2 separate regions of the Arachis hypogaea genome follow, and region 2 is linked to region 1. Evidence: chromatin contacts called from public Hi-C data. All regions are on one chromosome and are shown on one strand. The core of a region is the stretch at or near the end of the contact, and the rest is flanking DNA. Distances in the headings are between cores, read along the strand shown.

What was found. A called contact is a pair of places that touch in the nucleus more often than the background predicts.
Region 2: a Hi-C map of an unstated tissue shows a contact between it and region 1, with 3 times the contacts expected there. The contact joins the promoter of LOC112726515 here to the enhancer-like site in region 1. A contact is called at or near these places in 3 of 8 Hi-C or Micro-C datasets (leaf and an unstated tissue).

Annotation. Positions count from the first base shown.
Region 1 is chr12:4,876,527-4,880,827 of arahy.Tifrunner.gnm2.J5K5, forward strand. No RefSeq gene overlaps it. Among protein-coding and RNA genes, the nearest start is that of LOC112726514, 22 kb to the right of the region's middle. Within about 2 kb of position 2,040, at least 1 of the 3 cell types and tissues checked has open chromatin away from gene starts, as enhancers often do.
Region 2 is chr12:4,920,230-4,924,108 of arahy.Tifrunner.gnm2.J5K5, forward strand. LOC112726515 (pentatricopeptide repeat-containing protein At3g62890) reads left to right here and starts at 1,914. Exons shown (of 2, transcript XM_025775926.3): 1 at 1,914-2,062.

The DNA of each region.
Region 1 (4,301 bases), core at 790-3,289:
TTATTAGTCAATAAATTATTATATATACAAGACAGAATTGAAATCTTCGATACTTATTTAAACAAATGAATGAGATCACTCGATGATTTGACCAACATAAATTAGTTACTGGCCTATTTCATAGAAGGATCAAGATCCTCTAAAATGAGGAGTTAATCACTCTCAAATTAAGATTGTGAGGCACATATTTTATGAAAATTATAAAATTAAGAGTAATACCTCAAATAGATCCCCAAAAAATTTACGGTCGGATAGATTTGTCTCCAACAAAATTTAAATAAAATTTAACCCTTACATTTTTAGTTATACACCAGATACGTTCCCATGACAGTTTGACCTGATCATAACGTCCTACATGGAGGTCAAAGGAGTGACGTGTCACGTTAACTGTCACGTGTCACTTCCAAGACAATTTAGTTCCCATCCAAGTTGGACAAAACGACGTCGTATTGGATCATGAGGCGAACGACGTCGTTTCGTGGAGGACAAATTCGTCCCCACCATGGAAGGCAGAGTTGCGAAACGGCAACGTTTTAAATGAGGGACCTATCTGCCTGTTTGAGGAAATTTATCTGATCTATAATTGGTGACATTACCCTCAAATATATTCATTGTCCTTTTTTGGTTTCATTGAAAACACAGGTTGATGTATCTGGACCTGGTAGCTTGCAAAATTCTATCCTCCCTCTCATGACAATCAAATTGAAGATTCTCCTTCACATGTCACAAAAAAATGTCTCAGGCAATCACAAAGTATGCTAATTTTAAATGACTTAATGTGTATGTTGAACGATGGCTTGGAGGAGAGAGTGAAGCAGTTGGAAAATCTGTTGTTGAAAAAGAATGAGGATAGCCAAATTGTGAAGAAGCATACTGTTTTTGCTTTGTTTAGGGGTATATTAATTGGGGGCATTGGTAGTTGTAGTTGTGTTTTGTATGTATGTGGTGGTTGTTTAGGCAAGTTTTACTCCGTGTTGATTATCAAATTATTAGATTAAAATGTCTCATTATATTTAGATGGATATGCATGAAATCAATTGTGGTGAAATAGTATAAAAGAAACACATTGCTTTTGGTTTGTTTCATCCATTTTTATCCCGGTGTTGGAATAAATTTGAACAATCTAGATGTTGTGTCACTGATTTCAACTGCCATGTTCTTAGCACTAACATTCTTCTGGGCCTTGAGCCTGATTATTGTTTGCTTTGGACGTCTAAAAGGTTACTGAGCCTGAAATTAACAAAATTATTATGAGGATGTTTCATACAGATTTCAACATACGTATTAAGTCATTCAAAATTAGCATACTTTGGGATTGTCTGAGACATTTTTTTGTGACATGTGAAGGAGAATCTTCAATTTGAGCGTCATGAGAAGGAGGATTAGAATTTTGCAAGCTAGTAGGTCCAGATACATCAGCTTGTGTTTTCAATGAAACTAAAAAAAGACAATGAATATATTTGAGAATAATGTCACCAATTATAGGTTATTATCAGACAAATAGATCCCTATAGAAGCATAATCATCAAACAGATAGGTCCTCTTGAACAGGCATATAGGTCTGGTGGGGATGAATTTGTCCTCCACGAAATGACGTCGTTCGCCTCATGATCCAATACGACGTCGTTTTGTCCAGCTTGGATGGGGACCAAATTGTCCTGGAGGTGACACGTGGCAGTTAATCTGATACGTCAGCCCTTTAACCTCCACGTAGGACATCCTGACCGAGTCAAACTGCCATGGAGACGTATCTGGTATATAACTAAAAACATCAGAGTCAAAATTTTAGTTAAATTTTATTTGGGATAAATTTGTCCGATCGTAAATTTTTTAGAGACCTATTTAAAATATTACTCTAAAATTAATGTTAATTAATCATCTATTTTATCATTTTATCTATTTTTTCACTTTAGATGATTGATCAAATTCTTCGTAGAAACAAATGCAATGAAAGTGTTCTTTTTCTTATTCCAATGGGCTGGAGTCCAATAATGAAAGTTATTGATGTAGTGTTATTATTGCTAGAATAGAAAGCATGTGAGCCCAATAGTGAGAGATAGAAAGCCCAATACTAGTATATAAATGGCCCAAATAACTTTTCCAAAAGCATTATGACCAAAATATTATTCCAAAAGTATATTCTTTTCTTTTTCTAGGCTTTCTCAAATGCAAATGGATCTTCTCAACTATGTAGACTATTTTGTTTTCCCTCCATAGTTTGAAATCCTTCAAACAAAACTTAATATGGGTAGTGAAATTACTAGATACTTGAGGAACCCAATACCACAAAAAAAAAAAAGAACATGTGGGGAAATGATAGGTTATAATTTCATATTTATTGTATACCAAAAAAAAAAAATTTCATATTTAATAACCATGTTGGGTTGGTCTAGTGGTTAACTCACTAATTCACTTAAACAAGTGTTATGGATTCGAATCACGCCTTGTGCATGCAGCAACCCATTGGCTAGTAACAAATCCTTAAATGGAACTCCGATCCACGACAAATTAATCCTTTAACTTGCGAACTGAAAAATACCATAGAAAACAAAAAAAAATTTAAAAATTTCATGCTTATTTATTTATATTGTTCGTTGAGATAAGGGAGTAATATAAGAAGTGAAGATACCATGTTAAGTGATAATACTTATATGTCATATTAAGTGATAGGTAACATGCCATGTTAATTAAAACTAATATTTGTTTTTCCAAATTTTTTAAAATGATGACATGTGACATATCACGTGTTATAAATGATTAGTCACACCCTTTAATTTCTTTTAAAAACATTATTTTAAGCAATAATAAGTGTTAAATTTGTAAGTCATCTCATGCACTTATGATTTATTAGGAATCAAAATAGAAAGGGAAATGCTAGGGGGACAATGATTTTATTGAACAATATGAACAACCACCAATCAAATCAGAATACACTACACCTCTAATTTAATTTTCTAAATTTTAATATTAAAATAACCATCCGTACACTAGTAAAATAAACATCCGATATATTTATTGTTTATATTGTTTAATATTTTCATTGTTTACCTATACTTTTCCAAATAGAAAATACTCATTATTGTAAAATAATGTCAAAGACAAATGTTTCATGCACATAGTAAGTTAATGATGAAAGTAAACGTTTAATCAACAAAAATGATTAAAGGGTAGATTTAGCTATCTCTTCATGCAGATCACTTAACACTTGTACTCATGCCATTCAATATAATAATTGCGAAATATTTTTAGGAAAAATTAAAATTAAAAAAAAAATCTGAATCATCAACCGACCACCATGATGAGAGGTCCCAAAAGTCAAAATCACTATACCCTAATTTTGCAATTGTTAGCCTCCAATAGGAGCATCTAACTTTGCAAATTAACATATAATTAGGTAAAAATAACAGATATTTTTTTAAGAATTAATTTCAAGCTTAAATTATGAATATGAAAAAAAAAATAGTAAAAAGTGTTAATACTCAATGTGGTCCCTAAATTTATACGCGAGTCTCAATTTAGTCCTTGAAGTTTTAATTGTCTCTATTTAGTCTTCAAACTTTATAAACATCCCTCATATTAGTCCCTGAGACAATTTTCAGTACAAAAACATTAATGAAACGCTAATATAGACAGTCAGATATCACGTTGAAACTTATAAAATGATGCAGTTTTAGTTTTGACATTCAAATAGCTCATAAACTGCGTCGTATCACTTATTTTGTTAGGTAAAATTTTAATAAACACCACTTATGATATTGTTTTCGGGTTATTTGAGTGTCAAAACTAAAACGACATCATTTTATAAAGTTTAGTGTAGCATCTGGCTGTCTACGACAGTGTTTCGTTAACGTTTGTACGTTGAAAATTGTTTCAAGCACTAACATGAGTTATGTTTGCAAAATTTGAGGACTAAATAATGACAATTAAAATTTTAAAGATTAAATTAAAATTTACATGTAAATTTAGGACCAAATTAAATATTATCTCTACTAAAAAAAACTCTATTCCCTATAAAATTTCAAATACTCAAATAGAAATTATTTAAAAAAAAATAAAAAAGAAACTAAATATATATATCTAGCACTAAATTGGCTTTAATTTAAGAAGTGGGGGTAGGTGTTTGCATGAAGTAGGGCAAAATGTGAGTAATATGTAGCAGCCACGTAAGCATTATACTATTCATTATAATTATGAATTTATGAATATAACATCATTTAAAGTTAAAAGTAGAATATACCTAGCTATATAATAATAAGTAGTGCAACTACTACAAAAATGAAAAAGAAAGATAGTGAAAGTGG
Region 2 (3,879 bases), core at 664-3,163, 44 kb after region 1:
TCTAGTGGTTCCCAGCCGCACTCATCTGCTAATACTGGAAATCCAACCCCTAATTTGGTTAGTTTTATGTACATCATACAATAATACGTGTTAACCATAACTCTAGATTATAGGAGATTGCTTGACTTATGTTGTACAATGCTTGCATTGTCTTTTAGAAAGCAACCACCAACGTTAGACCCATTGTTCCAACTATGCCAATATTGGAAATATCAGAGGGCTAACCACTAGTTTAGTAAGTTTAGAATGCCTTTACTCAAATTGCTTTCATATGCTTCTTATATAGTTACAACATTTGAGATATTATCATTGATGTTGCTTTAATTTACAATTTTAGCCCACTACAAGTCATAGCAAAACAACCTGTTGTGAGGCCACACCAACCTGGACCAAACTTTTCACTAACTACTTCTGGCACTCCACCACCCATCTTCCCACTTAATTCACAGGTTCAGCAACACCATGGAGTCTCCATAGAAACAATGACTACTGCAAGCAAGGGCACTGCCTCCAAGATGTTTCAGTTCATTCCAAACCTAGGATTCAAGCACCCAAGAAAAAAGTAATCTACCTGAAAAGTCATCTAGCTGTTGATTTTATTTTTTGAAAAAAACTAAGAACATATTTGTCTTTTATGTGTTGTGTTGCTGGATGTGATTGGATAAACTTGAATTTGTTTTTTGATGAGAGATGTATAGTACTCTCTTAGGAGTTCATGCACTACTGTATGATTAACTTTGGTTGGCATTTTGATTGTTCATCCAGTGAACTTGTTTGTTTAAAACTTATGTTTAGGTACAAAACCTTTTTAATGGTGGTTGATATCTAATTTGTTATATGTGTTACTTTATCTTTTAAAAATTTTTCGTTCAAATAAGTTTCATTTTATTCAATACAAACAAATAGCAACCAAACTAGACATTTTCAACATTATTCATTCGACTAAATCTAGGCCCCTATATCACTTACAAAACAGCAATGGCTACTGCTCGTGTCAATATTAACACTACAAAGACAATAATAACAAACACTATACTAGTACATATATTCTTGCATTCAATCTTTGGGGCACCATTTTCATGAACATCTAACATGTCAACTCTGCTTTGCAGCTCCATGAGTTTTTGTTGCACTTCATCAGCAGCAGTACACAACGAACTAACATTAGCAACATCAACACCACCCAACATAACATCTTCCACAGCACCATGATTATTCTTGATATTAAAAATCAGGTCAACCCATGCAAAGAACTTTTAGTGAGAAAGCTTTTCCTGTTAATCACATGAACAACTCACTCGAACAACTTACTTATACATGGAAATCAACAAAAATTGAAGCTGCAATTTACCTTGTATAGCGGGCATCCGGAAAACAACCTCCTAGGATTTTCTAAAGTCCTTGAAATGGTGATTACAATATATAAACCACATAGGCATTTGGGGTATTCTCCTTTTGTCAACGTGCCCGAAATCACTACAGTTAGAACCACCATGTCTTCCACGACATTCGAACACGATGAACTTCCTTTGTTTGGAGTCATTCGACCTGAAACTGGGGTTTTAGAACCATGATGATGATGATGAAGAACAAATACGGTTTTAGCAGAGTACCTTAGGCTATCTTCCGCACGACTTGGAACTAAAAAAACGGTATCGTTCCTAACATAACCATAGGGACTGCATTGTCCGCTTCGATACACATGGCACTTAACGGCCACGTGTATAGTTAACGTTCCATGTAGACGACTTCCGTCAATCATTAACAGGCGAATTTGAACGGGAAATGGATTCATAATTAATTGGGTATTTAAAAGGCTCAGGGACTAGAGTGTTCATTGTAAAAATCATCGGGGACTGAATTGGGTAATTACTCATTTTTTTTAAACCCCTTCCATACGATGTCGTTTTATTATGAATGGAAAAAAAACCTAATTCAACGGCATCCCCAAACCATTCCCAACCTCACCTCACTCTGAAACACACTCTCACCTCTCTCACTCACCGCACGGTTGCCGCCGGTTGTCACTTGCCGCCGAAGCTTCGTTCTCTCGAATGATAAGGTACTCTCTCAACCTTTGATCAAATTTTAAACTTAACTATGTTGCAACTTAAGTGAAGTCTGGTAGTTCCGTGAATAAATGCAGATAGATATAGGTGAAAGCAATGAAATAAAGATTTAAATATCCACATTGGATTTTTGTGTTTTGTCTCATGAATTGATCTCTATTGTTTTGTTTCATCCATAGTTTTGAAAATTGGACCGGACCGATTGGTCAGACCGAACCGAAATCCAGTCGGTTTACACAAAAACGGAAGCTCCTTCATTTCTTTCTCCCTTTCTCCCTTTCTTTCATTCATTCAGAAAGAAATCACACAAACCCAGCCAAAAAAACCCCTAGCACTGTAAGCCTACACCCCCGCCGCAAGGAGTGGCATACTGCCGCCATCCGTCGCACTCAAAGTTCGGCGTCCGTCCGTCTATCTAGGTTCCCTCGTGCTCCAAGTCTTCAATCCTGTTCGCTTTCACCGATCGCGGCTGCTTCCTCGAGCTCGGCGTCCGTCGTCTTTGTCTGCTCAGCCGCGCTTCCGTCGCCGTTTGTTTGCCGTTCACGTTCGCGTCTTCGTTCAGCTGTCGTCTTCGTTCGCGTTCTTCGCCGTTCACGTTCGCTCGGCGTTCACCGTTAGAGTTCACTCGCCGTTCACCGTTCGAGTTCGCATTCGCGTTCGTCTGGAAGCCACGTTGCTCTGCTTCAAACTCTGCGACCAACCCGCGCGCTCCACCTAGCCGTCGAACTGCTCTCTTTTGTCGCCGCCGTGAGTTCCCTAAACCTGCCACCAGACAATACACTCACAACACCAATACTCTGCTTCAAACTCTGTAACTTCTGATTTCTATTACAATAAGTAACTATTTGATTTGTTAGTGGTTTGGATTTTTTCATAGACTGAATTAAAGTTACAATAGTTATGTTCTCTTCTCTATCACATTGATATTAAGCTTTGAATTCTCTTATTTCATTTTAATTTTACCGCACTCAACATGTTTGATGAAATGCTTTAACCATATTTCTGGTTGGTTTTATAATTTCTAGCTTTCAGAAACTTAGTAAGTCGATTGCATGTGAAATTAGAATAATTGGATCTTAGTAATTAGGAAATTTTAGCTGCACAAATAGCATCTTTGCTGAAAACATATTAGCATGATGATTCCACTTGCATTAGTGTTCTTCTGGTAAATTTTAACTGTTATTGTGAATTTGTTAATTTGCTAATTGTTCGTATGTTGTTGTTCTATTGTTCTTCTGTTACTTGTTTTTTTGTTTTTGTTGTGATTTTCTGTTCTTGAACTTGTTAAGTTGATAATTTGCTAAATTGTTGGGCTGCTATTGTTTTAATTTGCTAAATTGTTAGGTTGCTGTGATTTAATTTGTTGGATTTTCTACTTAGGTCTTGTTCTTGTTTATTTGCTAAATTGTTGTTGTGTATTTATTGTTGTCTTTGAGATTATTGCTGGATATTGGTGATCATTGATTTATTATATGCTTCATTTTTCATTGTTTTGTTGATTGTTTGTTTTGTTTCAGAAATCAATTTTTTGTGATCAATGCTCAAACTCTGAATATTGTTATGTTGTTTTTGTTTTGTTTCAGAAATCAATTTTTTGTGATCAATGCTCAAACTCTGAATGTTGTTCTGTTTTGTTTTAAGGTTGTATTTGGAAGAGGTGATGATTTCTGAGTGTTGTTTTGTTTTTGTTTTAAGGCTGTGTGTTGGGTTCAATTTTCATTTTGTAGGAAATTCTTTGAGGTATATAAGAATACGAAGGAAGACTATTTCAATTGTATTACTCTGTTGATTCTGGGCTGCTACAAGCTTG